Linked DNA regions of Mus musculus: region 2 is linked to region 1. Evidence: chromatin contacts called from public HiChIP or PLAC-seq data. All regions are on one chromosome and are shown on one strand. Each heading gives the region's core, a stretch centred on a gene start, on an enhancer-like site or on the middle of the called end of the contact. The rest is flanking DNA. Distances are from core to core; before and after follow the strand shown.

What was found. HiChIP or PLAC-seq counts read pairs in DNA pulled down with a chosen protein or histone mark.
Region 2: an H3K27ac HiChIP or PLAC-seq map of stem cell-derived epiblast-like cells shows a contact between it and region 1, with 11 times the contacts expected there. The contact joins two enhancer-like sites. A contact is called at or near these places in 2 of 115 datasets of contacts at active chromatin or transcription factors (astrocytes and stem cell-derived epiblast-like cells) and 2 of 9 other capture datasets (embryonic tail and embryonic trunk).

The regions. Positions count from the first base shown.
Region 1 is chr8:6,604,948-6,608,633 of GRCm38.p6, reverse strand. No RefSeq gene overlaps it. Among named protein-coding and RNA genes, the nearest start is that of Gm24288, 380 kb to the right of the region's middle. Within about 2 kb of position 1,608, at least 29 of the 459 cell types and tissues checked have an H3K27ac peak or open chromatin away from gene starts, as enhancers often do. A contact at or near this core is called in stem cell-derived epiblast-like cells, where this site is marked.
Region 2 is chr8:8,486,388-8,490,201 of GRCm38.p6, reverse strand. No RefSeq gene overlaps it. Among named protein-coding and RNA genes, the nearest start is that of Gm31135, 3.6 kb to the right of the region's middle. RefSeq lists an enhancer at 1-2,148. Within about 2 kb of position 1,526, at least 143 of the 459 cell types and tissues checked have an H3K27ac peak or open chromatin away from gene starts, as enhancers often do. A contact at or near this core is called in stem cell-derived epiblast-like cells, where this site is marked.

The DNA.
Region 1 (3,686 bases), core at 359-2,858:
ATTCTGGAACTCAGACTCTAGGAGATCTGATACTAATCCTGCCACTGCATTCCCAGACGTGTAAGTGGTACATACACTTATGTGCAAGCAAACACTTCAACCAGGGTCTCACTGCTATCAAGAAACTTTCTGCAACTGATACCCAAAGAAAAAAGGAAAATAAATTTTCTCTAATGGCCTTTCATTGAGTATACCAACCACATTGCAGGACAGGTCCTGTACTTAAGGAGTAGTTGGCCAACAAAATGTGTGTGTGTTTTTTGTTTGGAGTAGTTTTAATTATCTTTGGCATATTTTGGGGGGATCTTGTTGAACTTTTGTTGTTTTAATTTTCATGTTTTCTTTTTCTTTTTATGGTTGGTTGAGTAGGTAGATGGAGGAGTATCTGGTACTGACTCAGGGAAGGTAAAACGTGATCAAACTATATTGTATGAAAAATAAATATAAATCATGTGTCCATAAAGATATGTTCATCTGTTTTGAATAAGTAAATCAACAAAACGGGCTGAATGTTCCCTACGTTTTGAAAAGAGCACTTTCTGACACTGCAATTTGGAAGGCTGCTTTATCTGTTCTTATGAATAAACGTATGCATTTGAAAAACATTCTCAAGTGTGAGAAACCGAGATAAGAAGTGTATATAGGGTAATTTTTAGATGTGAATTGTAGGTTATGGGTGCAGACTCCCTGTATCACGACTGACAGGAAAATATTTAGAGACAAGATTGATTGAAGCTGAAATATGGAAGGGCACAGTAAGTTATAAGAAGGGGTTGCATTTTGATTTATTGTTAGTTCAGACTCCACATAGTTCGCAAAAGTGGCAATCAGAAAAGTATGAGGTAGGATCATTGAACGTATAGAATTTATTTAAAATGCAAAAGGTAAAAAAGAAAAGAAAATAGAAAGAGAAAAAAGAAAAGAAAGACCTGGGGAAACTATGACTTGTACTATCCATTCCTCAACACTTAGAATTAATTCCTTTGGGAAAGAAATATTCTGAGATTCAATGCCATCTAGGAGTGAAAGGTGAAAGTTTTAATTAACTGCCTTAGAGCTTATCCTTGCAAGATGGAGGTATTTAGCTCAAGTGGTGCGAAGAGCTCTTAAATTATTCTGGCAATTGAGTTTTCATCCTTTTTGTTCCATATTGTAAAATCCACTAATGGCTAAACACACCCACGAACTTGGACTTTCTACTCTCTGAACAGCAGGGGAATAGATCTGCCGCTGATGCAATGCTCCCTGCCGTGTGGACAGAATCTTCACACTTCCTGAGACTCATGCATATGCTAACAAGGAGAGTGTGAATTAATCAGAATGACTACCCTCACCGAGGCCAAGCTCTTTCAGCTCTTAGAAAGAAGGAGGCCCAGAGAAGGATTAAGAAAATTAAAAGGTAAAATGAAAGAGAGTAAGACAAATCAATTGTGAACGTTTCCCCTCATCAAATGAGGGCAAAAGCTAATGCAATGATCCACAAGCATCTACAGCAGATTACTTTAGAAAAGGAGGAAATATGAGATAACAACAGCAGATGGGGGAGGGGCGTAGTTAGCTCCTCTCCTTCCAATTCAGACAGCAGCCTCTAAAAATGGGAAAGCCACAACAGGAAGTTGAATAGCAAGAACTCTCCAGGCAGGTTTCAAGAGCAAACACGGGTTACTCGGCTTACTCGCTGACTGTGTGCAACCCACTTTCTGTGCTTTGGGATTCATGTCTTAATAAGCAATGATTGGTTTGAGAAAAGCACAGTATTAGGATTTTTTTCCCTTATTATAAGTGACAGATGTCCTAAAAATTACATGGACTCTGGACTGAGACTCTAATATCTTCAGTACATTTATGAAGTCTAATGCATATACTTCCCTAAGCAGTTGCTCCTCAATGTTTCTTTAAGAGACTGGCAAATTATTAATGGAGAATCCAAGGTCCTAAGATGGGTGTAGCAAATCAAAATCTATAGGTTAACATAATGTCTGATAACTTAAATATGTTCCAAGTTTGAGAGGTGCTTTTGTAGTGGGTCACATATATGGCCTTGTTTGCAATGCTCAGTGTCCATGCATAAGACTTTATCAAATATTTTAAATGAATAAAATTTTCTGCTTTTGAACTCTGCTCATACACAACCATTAAATGCATTCCTTTGTAAGTCAAGACTTTCTGAACCAACCAACCAACTAAACAAACAAATAAAAAAGAATTTCTTAAAAAGATCAGCTAGATATACAATGGATGAAGGCTCTTGCTGTCTACCTTGAATCTCAGTTTTTCAGAATGTACATATGGTAGGTAGATAACCAACTTCTTCAAGTTATTCTCTTACCTACATATACACATACAATAGATAAAGTAAAATATAAATACAATGAAGTAAAAGAAAAAAACTTTCTTGAGGACTTTCTACATAACAATTACATACATAGAATGTACATATTGTAGAATTACATAGAATTACAATTGTAGAATATGCTAGATCCCTCCCTTAGCTTAACAAGCTGATAAACCAGGTTAATTGAAGAGCATGCTGAACCCAGACAGGACATCACTCTAGTTCCACTCCACGGCCTTTCATGCCCTTTGCCTCTTTTCATTGTTCTTACTCTTGTAAAAGAACACACTCGATGGAGAAATGACATCACTGCACCATAATCAAAGAGTTTTAACCAGAAAATAAACAACCCTATCCATTGAGAGCAGCAATTGGACCTTGGACAGTAATGTGACATTGTTCAGTTTGTCTACTTTCTGCATTAAATAATTCTTCATGCTACATAACAGCTGTTTAATTTCTTTCTGAATACATTCTTCAGTTTTTCAGCTAATTTAATTCTGTAACATGAAGAGTGAGTCATTCTATAAAGGGGATGGACAGTTGTCATTTGAAGACATAGACATTTTACATGTGAATCCGGCAAGAGGAAACTCCCAAAGTGTCTACTACTTCAAACCAGATTTTCTACCTTGAATGAGCCCCTAAAGCAATTTTGCTATTGAATCCTTCGATGTTTTAGGTGAGAGTATTTATTAGTAAATGTTTTGAAATAAAATATTTATGTCTCTGAGATGCTATGAATGAATAAAACAATGTTAATTAATTAATCTATTTCTATTTGTTTATGTGTACTCAGATGTCTGTGCATGTCCGTATACATGCTTGGGTACATATTCAAGTACGTACATTTGCATATCAGTGCAGGTCCATGTGCAGAGTAACAGTCAACTCTCATGTCATTCTTCAGGAGTTGTTCACTATGGATTTTGAGATAGGATCTTTCAGTCAGACCTTGGGGTTTTACTAGGTTGGACTATCTGGCCAGCAAGCTCCAGGGGTCCCCTTGTCTCAGTCTTCTCAAAGCTGAAATTACAAGCACATGCCCATGTATAAAGTCAGTCAGTTCTAGGAGTCAAACAGGTTTTTGTTGTTGTTGTTTTACATGCTTAGTTATCTTTCTACACCTTTGGTAGGATAATAACTTAATCTTTATGAACCCTAGTTTTTTCTTCACAAATGTAGAGATACTATCACTCTAATGATGAAGCTGAGTTAATATCTTTGCCATAGCTTAAAGAAATATTGAAGGAGTTAAAAAATATAATCTTTAAATATGTAAAGATGAATGCTTAGTGTTAATATATAGTATTATGTGTATGCATGGTTGGCCATTTTGTAATTGTGTTAA
Region 2 (3,814 bases), core at 277-2,776, 1.9 Mb before region 1:
CCAGGAGCATCATGGGGCCAGGGCCTTTGGTGTTTGCAGTTTTGTTTCAGGGAGACAAATGCCCCTGCTTTGATCAAGTGTCAAGTGTATGTGGCAAATTCCTCTGTGAAGGACCCCCTGGTATACTGCCTGCACACGCAGGCAAGCTGCCTGCAGGGAGGTGGGGGTTGGAGGTAAGCAAGCATCATTTGTTTTAAATTGCACCACGGTAGAAATCCATGAACTCAGGGCTGCCACAAGCATTCTGGGCACAAAGGAAAGCTGTGCAGAGGCTGCGTCTCTTTTGATATAGATTTTGCCGCCATTGTTCCAGGTGTCTCCGGAGAGAGCTTATTTCCATATGTATAGAGAAACGGAGTGCTTTCTCTTGCCGGTTAAAGTGTCACCGAATGTATTTTTAGCTATACATAAAGCAGCGGCAGTGTGAGGCATCTTACCGCCAGGGTCGCAAGGTTTGAACATCCTTTGCCACTGGAGGAATGCTAATGAGATGATTCTTCATTCCACTTATTTTAATTGCCAAACAACGCTTAATTCCCCACCCCACACCCCCGACTTAAAAAACAAAATCAAACAAATCCCTTTTTGTGTATAGCCAAGTTTGCCCTTGCAGGAGATGGGTGTTGCAGAAAGACCCCAATCGTCCTGTGCAGAAGGTTCTAGGCCTGGCCCTCTCCCTGTGCAGTTAGTGCGAGGTGTCAGTGTCTGCTCCCCTTTCCAATAGCTCGGAGGATGCTGAGAGGAGACGCCCGTGGTTGTCAGAGAAACACGGCGATATATTATTAGATCTTTCATAATTAGGCTTTGCTGATGTGTGCAAGAGCTTAATCAAAAACGTTATCACCCAGCCTGCTGCTGGAGGTGGGGGTTGGTGATGGTGGTGGGGGAATCTGGAAAGTCAAAGGCTGTTCCTCCCCGTGCTGGTTCTGTAAGATAACAAAGGCAAGACAAAGGCAGATGGCTCCTGCCTGTGGTTCTGAGCAGGCTCATGCTTTGGTTAATCACGTGACGTACGTGACAGTGGGTTCAGAAAACCTGAAGCCCCTCCTCGCTCCCAATTTCTGAGTCACTCCACCGACCAGGTGCTGACTAAGGCTGTGGGCTGTGGGAACCTCATTGAATGTGTCTGCCAAGCGTTTCCAGGTAGAGCTTGGCTCCCCGGGGGAGCTCTAGAAGTCCCTCCCTGGGTCACAGCAGGCCTGCCTGACTGCGAATTTCAAAGAGTGTATCTCAGCCCTTAGATAAACCTGGCTGGTGTCCCCTGGCAGCAAAGCTGGGGGAAGACCTCGGGGACAGCCATCCTGCAGCGCCCAGGGCTGTTTGGACAAACTGTGCTATGTTTTTTCTGCCCGTATCTGGGCATGCAGGTGAATCCTGGTCCCGCTGGTATCTTGGCTGGCCACTCTCTCTCAGGCTCTGCGGGGAGCTGGGGGTGCATCCCTGCAAACGCTCCAGCAAAGCTGTGCAAACAAACCCGGCCGATTAGTTGGACAGGCTCACTGGCTCGGGAGTGTGAGCTGGCCTGGCAGCCCTATGCTCTCAACCCTTTCCAGGCTGGGCTTGTTCCCAGAGCGCTCATCAAGGAACACACTACCTTACCCTCTGGATGCTGGGTGCTTGTGCATCTATGGGCAGGACAGGATACTGATTCTTGCCTTGGACTCTTTACATACAACATATCACACATTCATTCACACACACACACACACACACACACACACACACACACACATGTGCGCGCCACTCACGTTCACTACAGACTATACAGCATTGGGTCAGAAGCCGTGATGGCACGAGGCACATAAATTTTGTGTCTGAGTTATTTAACCCACCTCAGAGTTGCACAAGACCTGTGTCCTTGTCTTACACGCTGCGTCAGATAGAGGCTGGCAATTTCTGTGTTTAAAGGTTCAGTTTAACACCTATAAATAACCTGACGTTCTGAGCTTTTTGGGAGAGGCTGCTCAAACTGACTTGACTTTTTTTTCCCTCTCTTCTGCCTTTGGTTTGAAGTAAGAGTCAACTTGGTATAAAGAAACCTCGGGTCCCCTTTGAGGTGAAATCAGAGTGAATCAGAAAGAGTGATTACGCCCTTCTTTAATCAGAGACTCTGGGGAGGATTTTCTTTTAGGAGAGAAGCGTCAAGCCATGCTCTTTGAAAATTACTTTCATATTTTCTTGAGCAGTTCAGAGCAGGGAGAGTTTTAAGAGTTGTCATTTGCTCTTGGATATCAGGCGGCAGCCTCAGCCTTTTGTCTGAGCCCTTCCTTCTGTGTATCCGAAAGGACTTAGCTGGCCCCGGCTTTGTTGTGCACCACACAAGCTATCAAGTGACTAATGCCCTTGGAATCTCATGGAGACATTTATTCTGCCCCTGTTGCTATGAGCCCTGTGTTCTTTTGTGGAACCTAACAATATAGGTAACATATCTAAAGTATGACCCTGACCAAAGGAACTTAGTTTTAAGTAGCAATTGTAAAATCATTGTGTACACGTCACGGGCCTGTCAGGTCCATTCTCATTTTAGTGTTTCAAGTATGTTTGCGCTAGTGACGTGGGCTGATTAACCTGAAGTGAAGTTAAAGCATCAATAGAAAAGCTCACCCACATTCACACTGCAAGTGTTTATTAAACCAGTCTCAGCTACTTGGGGGAAGCAGTACTCCTTCAGGGAATTAAAAAAAAAAAAAAAAGGATAATCAATCAGGAATTATTCAATGAGCTGACAAAAACAGCATTACAGGTCAAAAGTCCCCCTGTTATTTAAAATAGACGATCCATTTTCAAGTCAAGAGTTTTTCTCTGTATTGCCCTGGCTATCTTGGAACTAACTCACTCTGTAGACCAGGCTAGCCTGGAACTCAGAGATCCACCTGCCTCTCCTCCCAAGTGTTGGGATTAAAGTTTATGTTAATAAATAGCTTTTAAAATTAGCATTTCCTGTCTGCTTCCAAAAATTTGGTTCAAATTCTTCTCCCAGTGCTTGGAATGTTAATTTGGTGACTAGCAGAGAAAGTGGTGTGTGTGTGTGTGTGTGTGTGTGTGTGTGTGTGTGTGTGTGTTTGAGACAAGATCTTACACAGAGTCACAGGCTGGTCTGAAAACCACTACAAAGTAGCCCAGGCTGGCTGGCTTCAAGTTGTGGAAACCCTCCTGTCTCCACCTCCAGAGTTCTGGGATTGCAGCCATGAGCTCTGATGTCTGGCTAGGAAATATGGTTTTGTCAGAATTAAACGTGTGCTCGTTTCTTAACCTGAGACATTTAAAAATTAGTTGGAGCCAGAAACAATTAACGGTCCAGATTTCTCTCACTTATTTTTGGCTTTTATCTTACTTGTTTGTTCCCATTTTAATTAGAAAATAATACAATGACACAATTAATTTTACCTGGCAGGCTCTGTTCCACGGCAACAGGGGCGTATGTGAAAAATGCTGCTGGCTTTTTTCCTCTTCCCCCTAGAATGAGAATTTTTTAAAACCTAAAAGTCTGTTACCATTTAAGCCTCTATAAATGAATTTTTAGACAGTGTTTGAAATTTGGGCCTTGATTTTCACACCTTAGGGAACCATATGGAGGTTAAAATGTGATTCTTTGTTTTGTATTATGCGTTATCCCACATATTTTTTTGACCAGTGTTTCTATTTAGCCATTTTAAATACTTTCCATTTAAGTCACATTTCCTCAGAAACTGGGTCCACGATCACTGATAACATTCTAACGTTGCCACATTTTATTGATTTGTATTTGATGCCAAGGTTGATAAGATGTAGATCACATTTAAAAATTATGTGAAGAAGAAAAACCTACATTAGA